2 separate regions of the Mus musculus genome follow, and region 1 is linked to region 2. Evidence: chromatin contacts called from public promoter capture Hi-C data. All regions are on one chromosome and are shown on one strand. Each heading gives the region's core, a stretch centred on a gene start, on an enhancer-like site or on the middle of the called end of the contact. The rest is flanking DNA. Distances are from core to core; before and after follow the strand shown.

Region 1 (4,527 bases), core at 1,337-3,836, 370 kb after region 2:
ATCAGCACCAGTCAGAAATGAGGCCAGAGCCTCCAGCCTCAGGTGGAACTGGGGATCAGTCAGTGGTGAGTGTCAGACAGTTAGGGCTCAGTGTGGCTTAGCTTGGACTCAGTATGGATCTGCAGGTGGAAGTAGAGCCAGAGAGAATAAATAACCTTTGCCGACCGAGCATCCTTGGACTTCAGGTAAGGAGTATGCCAAAACCCCGGCTCACTTGCCCTAGACATACTTAACGGTGTGGCTGGCTTGGACCTAAGAACACCCATCTGTTGGCACCATTTGTAAAAGCACTTTGGATGTCACCAGGGGACTTCTTACACACCACAGGCTTGAGATCTCTCTTACCCTAAGACAAGAGCTTTCATGCAAGACCTTAAAATAGGATACCAGCAGGAGACTTGCAAAATTCTTAGACCTACAGCACCAATCATCATTAGGTTCAGAGATACGGGATGTGTCCCAATTCCCACGGCCAACAAATGACGGGACCTGGGTTAGGATCTAGGTCTCTGTTCCTTCCTTTGTGGCCTTGTAGCAGACCCTCCTTCAGATGAACTGTGAAAGGAGATAATCCGATAGTAGACACAGAAGAGAAAGCTCTTTCAGCCATGACACCACCAGGATCTTAATGCTCCTCCCAGAATGCCAGGCCACCTCGCTTTAGTGATAGTCATTTTCTTGAGTGTCTGGGGTTCTGTATTTATGGGGGAGGTAGCCAACTGAAGAACCTAGTGACAGAAACAGACAGGAAGGCTCTTGGAGGCACAGAGGAGGGGAGGTCAGAAAGGGAGCTGGTCACCAGGTAGAATTTTCTGGAAGAGGTGTCTGAATTGTTGAAGGTGGTCATGGTGGGCAGACGGGGGCTTTGAGTACTTCTGAGCCATCATCAGAGTGGTTCACCCAGGGCAATGGTATTGGAAAGGAAGCTGCAGGGCCAGGGTCAAGTCCAGGGCAGGCATGGCAGTCCTCTGAGACTAAGTCTCCTTCAGTGGACAGCAGGCAGGCTAGGAGGAAACTCTCAGGGCTTAAGGAAGGAGGGGGTATTTACTGAATATTTGACAGTATGCATCTGAAAGCATCACTCCCTTTAGTCCTCCCCCACATCCTTAGACCTTGGTTAGTAGCTCTTGTTTGCCGATGAAGAAACTGAAGTTCACAGAAGTTTGAAAAATGACTCAGGTGTAAGAGGCAGTCAGGAATTGAAGCCAAGTCTGAGCTCTCTGTGTTGTCTTATGAGACATGAGGGTGTCCATAATTCTCATGCCACTGACAGGCTAGGGGACGTCAGACAGACATGCAACATTTCCATTCCCAGAAGCAGGACAGAATCTAGCCTCACTAGCTCCACAAAGCCAGTAGCCAGTCAGAAGCAGAGCTGGCAGGTGGAGCCAAGCCTGGAAAAGGTTGTCAGCTAGGGGGTGGGGACCTGGGTCTTCAAGTTTGGTGGCCTGGAGCAAACTACTGTCCTTGTTGGGCTCTGTTTCTTTATTGGGGAGGTTCAGAAGGAGTCACCAGCATAAGGAGGGGCAGTTAGGAAACAGAGGCTGTGGTCCTGCATAACCTACTGTTTGAAGTGGAAACTCTGGGGGCTTAGGCAGCTGATACACTTTGATGAGGCCACCTTGTAGCATCTCTATACAAGCTGCTCTGCCTGCTCCCTGTCATTTAATACATTTAACGGCTTTAAGAGGCTCCTATTTTATAGATTAGAAAAGAGATGGTGAGGTGCCCTCCGTGTCTGACCCATCAGCTGGCACACAGTGAGGCTGGGAAGATGAAGAACCTCATCTTTTTTCACCACGCCCCGATGCCTTCCAGTCTCACAGCCCCACATCGGGGTGTCTCCCAGACGCTGTAAAGGCAGGATTTGGAATTAGACTCTTGGCTTTGGATAGCTTACCAGCTTCGGAAACTTTCTTCTCTTTGCCCTGCCGATTTTACTCATCAATTAAATGTAATGATGACACCTCATGGAGTGTTGTGAGTATCAAAAGCGATAATGGACTCCACTTTGTTCATCTTTCAGCCCAGGAGCTCATCAGCCTTTCCGTCTTTCACACTCAACACATCAGGCTGCTGGGAGTAAAGTCCCTTCCCACAATGCACACTGCTCTTCCCCCAGCAGCACCCCAGAAAGAAACTCTGCCAAACTTTTCTCCCCCCAAGACTCACCAGCCCACACTGGTCATGGAGCAACATCTACCCCTGCTATGCAGGTGCTGCCTGGATAAATGCAAGCGTTAAGGGGTCCCCAGGTCCTAACTAACATCTTCCAGCAAAGTACATCCCACTGGTTCGCATCCCTCCCCTGCCTGCCCAGACTTTGCCTGGTTTCTACTTACGGGATAGTGCTTGCGAGTCCAACGGGAGCCAGAACATCACGAGTCCCAGCAAAGAGGGGATGATCCTCACCCCGGGAACCATCCTTCCTTGTCCCAAGGTCAGACAACCCCGGGATGAGCCGGGAGAAAGTGAGATAAGGACACAAGTAAGTCCTCAGAGGACCAAGTAGGACCGCTGCTTGAGGAGTCGGAAAAGCAAAGATGAAGAGGAGCCAAGGACAGGAGAGGTCTAAGGTGAGGATGAGAGGACGGTGGGGAGGGGACGAGGAGAAGAGAGAGAGAGAGAGAGAGAGAGAGAGAGAGAGAGAGAGAGAGAGAGAGAGAGAGAGAGAGAGAGAGAGAGAAATTAGTTGGGGAAATGAAGAAAAAGGCTATGGCAGAGAGGGAGAAGGTGCTAGCTAGAGAACCGGGATCTGCGGGGTGCGGTCACCGGGGTGCAGTGTCCCTGTGGCGCTGGCTGGCGGCGGCGCGGCGGCGCGGGGTCCGGCGCGGGTCTGGGGCGCGGTGGGGCGACAAGACCCTCGGTGGCGGCGCGGGGGAGGTTGAGCGCTGCCGCTGTGCACGCCTCGGGCGCCAGACGCCGCGCTCGGGCGCATTTGTACTTTGCCGCGGGAAGCCTGCAGCCCTGGGCCGCCCTAATGCTGGCGCCTCCTCTGAGGCACCGCGAGCTCGTGGATTGGCCACGAGAAACAAGCCCATTTCTCCCCCTCCCCTTTAGTGCAGGGCTGGGAACCTTCGCTCCAGGCAAGGCGCCGAGTGGAGACGAGGGGGCTGGGGAGGGGGAAGGGGGCCACAGACGCCCCGGGTTTTAACCCCTGGCTCCCCGCGGTACGCAGCCTGCAAGGGGAACCAACCCAGTTAGATTTCAGATGAAACTGAGTGGGGAAGGTCATAGTACGGGTCTGGGAATCTCAGGATTGGGTATTTGGTGGGGGAGTGCAGAGACACTTGCCATTTTGAACACAGTCTGTGTGCTTGCACATAGCGCCTAGGAGAAAGGTTTTCTCTCCAGCACTAAGATAATGATTTGAGTTACTTTAAAAGTCTTCAATATCGTCCTGCAAATGTCGCAAAGGATTAAATAAGATTTGGAACATCAAAGCACTTCAACTTTGGAGGAAAGCCATTTCAGGTACCTGGAATCTCCCATTGGCAGGTGGTGGTCCTAGGCATCATCCCCAGATGAGAGGTAGCTTTGCTATGGAGTCACTGCTGCTACCACTTACCAAGCAGCCCAGGATGAACTCTTTCTACAGGCGAGGCCCCACTGCTCTGCATGCGCCAGTGACAGCCAGGGTCAGAGCTTTGTCCTTTCACCAGAAGGTGAGCACGCTGATCCAGAACCCCAGCAGCCTGGGCAGGCTGTTGCTCCAGACCTCATGTTAGGTGAGCTCCTGAACTAATAGGACCCTAAGAAAAGAACAAGCTCTGTCCACCCCAGAGCACACAGGCTCTGCAATGAGAGGGCAGACTCAAGGTGCTGGCGCCATCCACAGCTTGCTGGGCCACTGTGGGCAAACACAGTCGTCCTGGCTTTGGACCTTGATTCCTGAGCATCTCTTACACAGCTACCAGTGTCTCAGACCAGGACAGGTGTAAGGATGGAGAAGTGGCAGGCCACACCCCATTCCAGGTTATCTGACTGGCAGGGTTAAGGCTGCACTCCTCACGCCAAGTGAGCAGTGGGAGGAACCAGTGACCAAGAAAGCCCCTACTCAGGGCTCTCAGAGTGAAGACAAACATGAGCTCCTTCCAGTCCTCCTCTGACTTAGGTTCTCCTTGTCAAAGCTCTCCTCCACTCCACCCTCCTGGATACAGTGTTTGCTAAGAAGTAATCTCCCCCCCCCCCCCCGTCTCTGCTAATGTGTGCTCTGTACCTGTCTTGATGTCTAAGGTTGCCAAAGGTGGGCTCATTGGGTTCTAAACCCTGTTCATTCTGCTTTCCTGAAGGGTCTCTGCCACCTCAGCTTTCCTCAGAGCTCTGGTGTCTTCAGTCCTTACTCACAGTCCTTTCCCACAGCCTGTCTTCAGGTCTCCTGTCCCTGGTCCAGGCGTTCCAATGTATTTTCCCCCACACTCTCCACAAGAGTTGTGCTGATCATTTCAACGACAAACCAGATGCCCCCTTGCCCCCCTTGAACCCATTCTGGCCATCTTGGAACTCGTATGATTAAGATGTATAACA
Region 2 (4,157 bases), core at 437-2,936:
GCTGGCCTTGAACTCACAAAGATCTGCCTGCCTCTGCCTCCCAAGTACTGGGCTTAAAGGCTAGCCCACCACAGCAGGCTCTTTATCTCACTCTTAAATTGTCTTTGCTGTCAAGACCATACAGTCAAGGACAGAGACTAACATTTTTAGGTTTGCTGCTACCTTTGGTTCTGGGTTCAAAATGTTAACGTCAAATCTTACTAGAGTTCAGAAAGGTGATGAATAATATGTAAATGAAGCGATCAGTTACAACTCTGGCTTTCCTTTCAGTCAGTACCTTTTCTGAAAGATTTAGAGAAGACTTAAAAACAAAACAAACAAACAAACAAACAAAACAAAAAAAACCAAGAGTTTTTCTGCAGGCGGATCAAGTTCAAGGCCAGCCTGGGGTTCATAGGGCCCCCTTATAGGAGCTGGATAACTAAGAGGATTTAAGTTGGATTCAAGTCATTCTAAGTGAGGAGCAGTCCATATATGCACATATGTTTCCATTTCAACGAATTATCCCTGCGCTTTATGGTAGATCTTTTTCTTCATGCTACAGGACACAAACTGTTTTAGTTGAAAAAACTCCTTGTATTGATTCCTGATGAGATCTCAGTATATTCTTATGAAGCGCAATCGCTTCCCAAGGAAAAAATCAGAGAAGTAGAAGGGTATATATATATATAAGTGGTTTTATTTGCTTTTTGAGTAAGCTTGGGTTACAGGTTTCACGATGTCCTCTATCACACACCCTTTCACCATCTAAGGTTTTTCCGGACAGAGTTATGTCCCTTCCCCCTACTCCGAATACCTCTAACACACATACGTGTATCCCTGTCGTAAAAAGAGCACGTTTAATTTTGTTGTTCTCCTATCCGTATCTATTAATCCTCACTTGCCTCATTTATCGACCCTCAGGCGCTACTTCCTTTCCATTCTTTAAAAAAAAAAAAAATTCTCTTAACTTTCTGGTTCCCTAGTTAGTCTCTCTTCCGTCCTCTTTTGTTTTGTTTTGTTTTGTTTAACCGGAGCGGGTGGAAGTCTCCTTAGAATTCTTTAGCCCTTTTATGCTTTTCTCAACCTTAAAGAAATAAAGTTACCTCTCTTTTTGCGCCCACGGCCGCCCCCAGGCCCTTGGCCTTTCCGTTGTTTCATCCCGAGCCTGGGCCCTTCGTCACAAATTCAACGCAGGTGCCAGCTCCTAAGCTGTACGCTCCCGCCATCCCTTCCCACGGCGCCTGCGTTCCCCGGCAACGGGCGCCGCTGGGAAGCCTGGGACGCAGGAAGAAACACTCTTTCACCAACAGTTCCCGGAAAGCGGTGCCAAAAGAAGGCGCCAATTAGAGCCCCTGCAAATGGACTACAACACCCATGATGCTTTGCTTCCCTACCTTGGCCAAGTTGGACCAGGGCACCTGCATCTGCGCAAGCGCAAATTGATACACTATTTGAGGACTTCATTGTCCAGCATGCATTGCCTTCAAGAGGTCTCTTCCTGCTAGGGTTGTCGAGTTCTCTGATAGGAGTCTGAGAGATCCGCAGACTCCGTTACCCAGTTTCCTTTGTGCGAAGGCTGTTGCGCACTTCCGGTGGAAGCGCTGCGGCGAGGGGGCGGGGCTTACTGAGCCAGTGGGCGGTAGGCGGCGCTGCCGGTGGCTGGTTGCTGTCCAAAGGCGACTGGGCGTCGTTAGAGGAGAGAGCTGTGACCGGTTGTACTGCACGTATCGTGGGACGGACCTTGGGCCACTGTTGTCGACGTGCGGCCTCCCTTTGATGTCGGCCCTTGAAAAAAGCATGCACCTCGGCCGCCTACCTTCTCGCCCTCCTCTACCCGGCAGCGGGGGCAGTCAGAGCGGAGCCAAGATGCGGATGGGGTACGTGACTTGTACCACTCTCCCAGGAGACCAGGCCCAGGCCATTGGAGATTGGTGTCTGGGCATTCAGAGTGCCACGGGAAGGGACGCTGTGAATTGGAGGAAATGCTGGCCTTGGCCTGGAGGTGTTTAGATAGAGTAGAAGGTAGATTTGGGGACTAGGTGAGGCGCTAAGGGAGTAGTCCACTGGAGGACTGATAACATTGTTGGAGAAGGGGAATAAGGACAAGGTTGAGAAAATGAAAGGATAATCTAAGGGATGACGGGAATCAACTCTAGAAGTGATGAGTCTGGGAGAAAGAGTGAATCAGTGAGATGAGGAGAAATCTGGCATCGTTGAGGGGAATAGGGAATGACTGAGAGAAAAGTTGACGGGTTTGGGGAATCAAGTAAGTGAGCCAGGAGTAAGAAGGTTTTTACCTGAGGGTTATAGAAAACATCTGAGGCAAAGACTAGGGAGTAGAAGGTTCTAGAGAAAGTTTCCAGAAGTGTAAGAGTCAAGTTCAGAGAATGAGGGGGTGAATCAGAAAACTTGGAGAATAGGCCTAAGGAAAGACAGAGAACATGGCTAGGGGACTGTTATCAAGGGAGTGAGCCCAGAGGCTAGGGAAATAGGGGGGGTGTGATGAGGAAGACAGCTGAGTTTGGAACAGTGACCACTGATATCCCAGAGACTGAGAAATAATTTCGAGTAGGATTTGTTAAATGGAAGCACTGGAGAGGTAAAATCTGAAAACCAAAGAAGATTTTGTCAATTGTTTTGTTTTGCCAAGCAAATGGGACCTGAGGGAAACTATCTATTGGTCTAAGAATTAGACTTAGTGAAGCACTGGGAGTAACCACTTAACAATAAAATGGGAGTAAATGGTTTGCTGGAAAGGGAGTAGGGCTTGAGTGTGTGTGTGTGCTTATGTGTGTGGGTTAGAAACATTTATTAATTTTTGTGGTGTTGAGGCTGGAACCCAGAACTAGATAAATGCCACATCACTGAGCTACACTCCCAATATAAAAGCTGAGCTAATGAAAGAAACTTTAGAAATTTAGATCCCTGACAGGCTGTGTCATTTATAGTTATAGGATGCTTGCCTGCTGGAGAAATCGTGATAGTTGAACATCCTAGTAAGAGCTGCTGGAAGGCAGAGAGAACTGGATAGTCATTGGGCTATTTGGAGGACTACTGATGGTAAAGAGAAAAGAGACCTATGTTGGATTTGGGATTGGAGAGAGAAGCTGGTAGATATATTTCAAGAATTTCCACAGACTGACCAAAAGGCAAGAAAAGATGTATGCAGTTCTGTGAAGACTGAGTATAGGAGATGAGAGAGAGTCCTGCTATTAAAATGATTGGTAAAATCTGAATCCAAGAGGTTATGATCTATAATAGAAAAAAATTGACTGAGGAGGCATAATAGCAGGTAAAATGGAAAGCTTGTTATAAGATAAAATAAAGATTGGTCTCGAAAAGACATAAAGATTGAACTTTTAACATAAAGAAAATTTGGAAGCTGACCTATACCATTATTTTGGAAAATTAGCCTGAAGTATAAAAATAAATGTAATGATTCTTCATGTGTTTTTTTTTTTAGTTATTAATTTTTTGGGGGAAGGGGGGGATATGGTCACACTTTATAAGCCAAGCCTAACCCTGAACTCTTGATCCTCCTGCCACACCTCGCTTAGGAGCTGTTTTTTTCCTAATTACAGTTGGATCTTTCAGTACACTGGCACTCACCTGTACAGATATATTAAATGCTAGTTTTAAAACTAACTCTACATGTTTCAGGTAAGTTTAAGTGAACTTCAGCTCCTCCCTTTATCAAACTTAAGTTTTCTGAAAATGATTAATTGGGAGAACCATACCAAGAGCAGATCTACTCATTAAACAATTTTATAGTTGCTGGTTCTTTATCCTTTTTAAGTAACTGCTTTGGTTTTATTGATTTAGGTCATTGCTTGTCCTGGAAAAGATAATGCTTTAGGAAGATGCCCTTTCTTTCTTTGTTTGATACAGGGCCTTGCTTATAGCCCAGGTTGGCCTGGAATTGGTCCTCCTACCTCACCCACCTGTGTACTGAGATTACAGGTGTGCCTCAGTCACCAGACCCTACAGAAAAATGCTTCTCTGTGTGATCCTCAAGTGTCTCATTTCCTTTTCTGCTTCCTTATTGGTGCCTAGCCTTTCTAAGAAGTCTCATGGTAATAGTAAAAGAGAGTCTTCCTTTTAGAATCATAAAGCTGAAAGAGAACTTACTGTCCCATTTTTCCACTGTGCCTTGTGGCTGAGGAACCTGAGAGTCC

Evidence for each region. Capture Hi-C pulls out chosen DNA fragments and counts their contacts.
Region 1: a promoter capture Hi-C map of pancreatic islet shows a contact between it and region 2. The contact joins the promoter of Chrdl2 here to the promoter of Ppme1 in region 2. A contact is called at or near these places in 7 of 39 promoter capture datasets (embryonic stem cells, frontonasal cranial neural crest, hippocampal neurons and 3 more) and 1 of 9 other capture datasets (pancreatic islet).

Annotation. Positions count from the first base shown.
Region 1 is chr7:100,004,463-100,008,989 of GRCm38.p6, reverse strand. Chrdl2 (chordin-like 2) reads right to left here and starts at 2,586. Exons shown (of 11, transcript NM_133709.3): 1 at 2,343-2,586. The coding sequence starts at 2,424.
Region 2 is chr7:100,369,425-100,373,581 of GRCm38.p6, reverse strand. Ppme1 (protein phosphatase methylesterase 1) reads left to right here and starts at 1,686. Exons shown (of 14, transcript NM_028292.2): 1 at 1,686-1,859. The coding sequence starts at 1,759. C2cd3 (C2 calcium-dependent domain containing 3) reads right to left here and starts at 1,349. Exons shown (of 33, transcript NM_001017985.3): 1 at 1,086-1,349. The coding sequence starts at 1,140.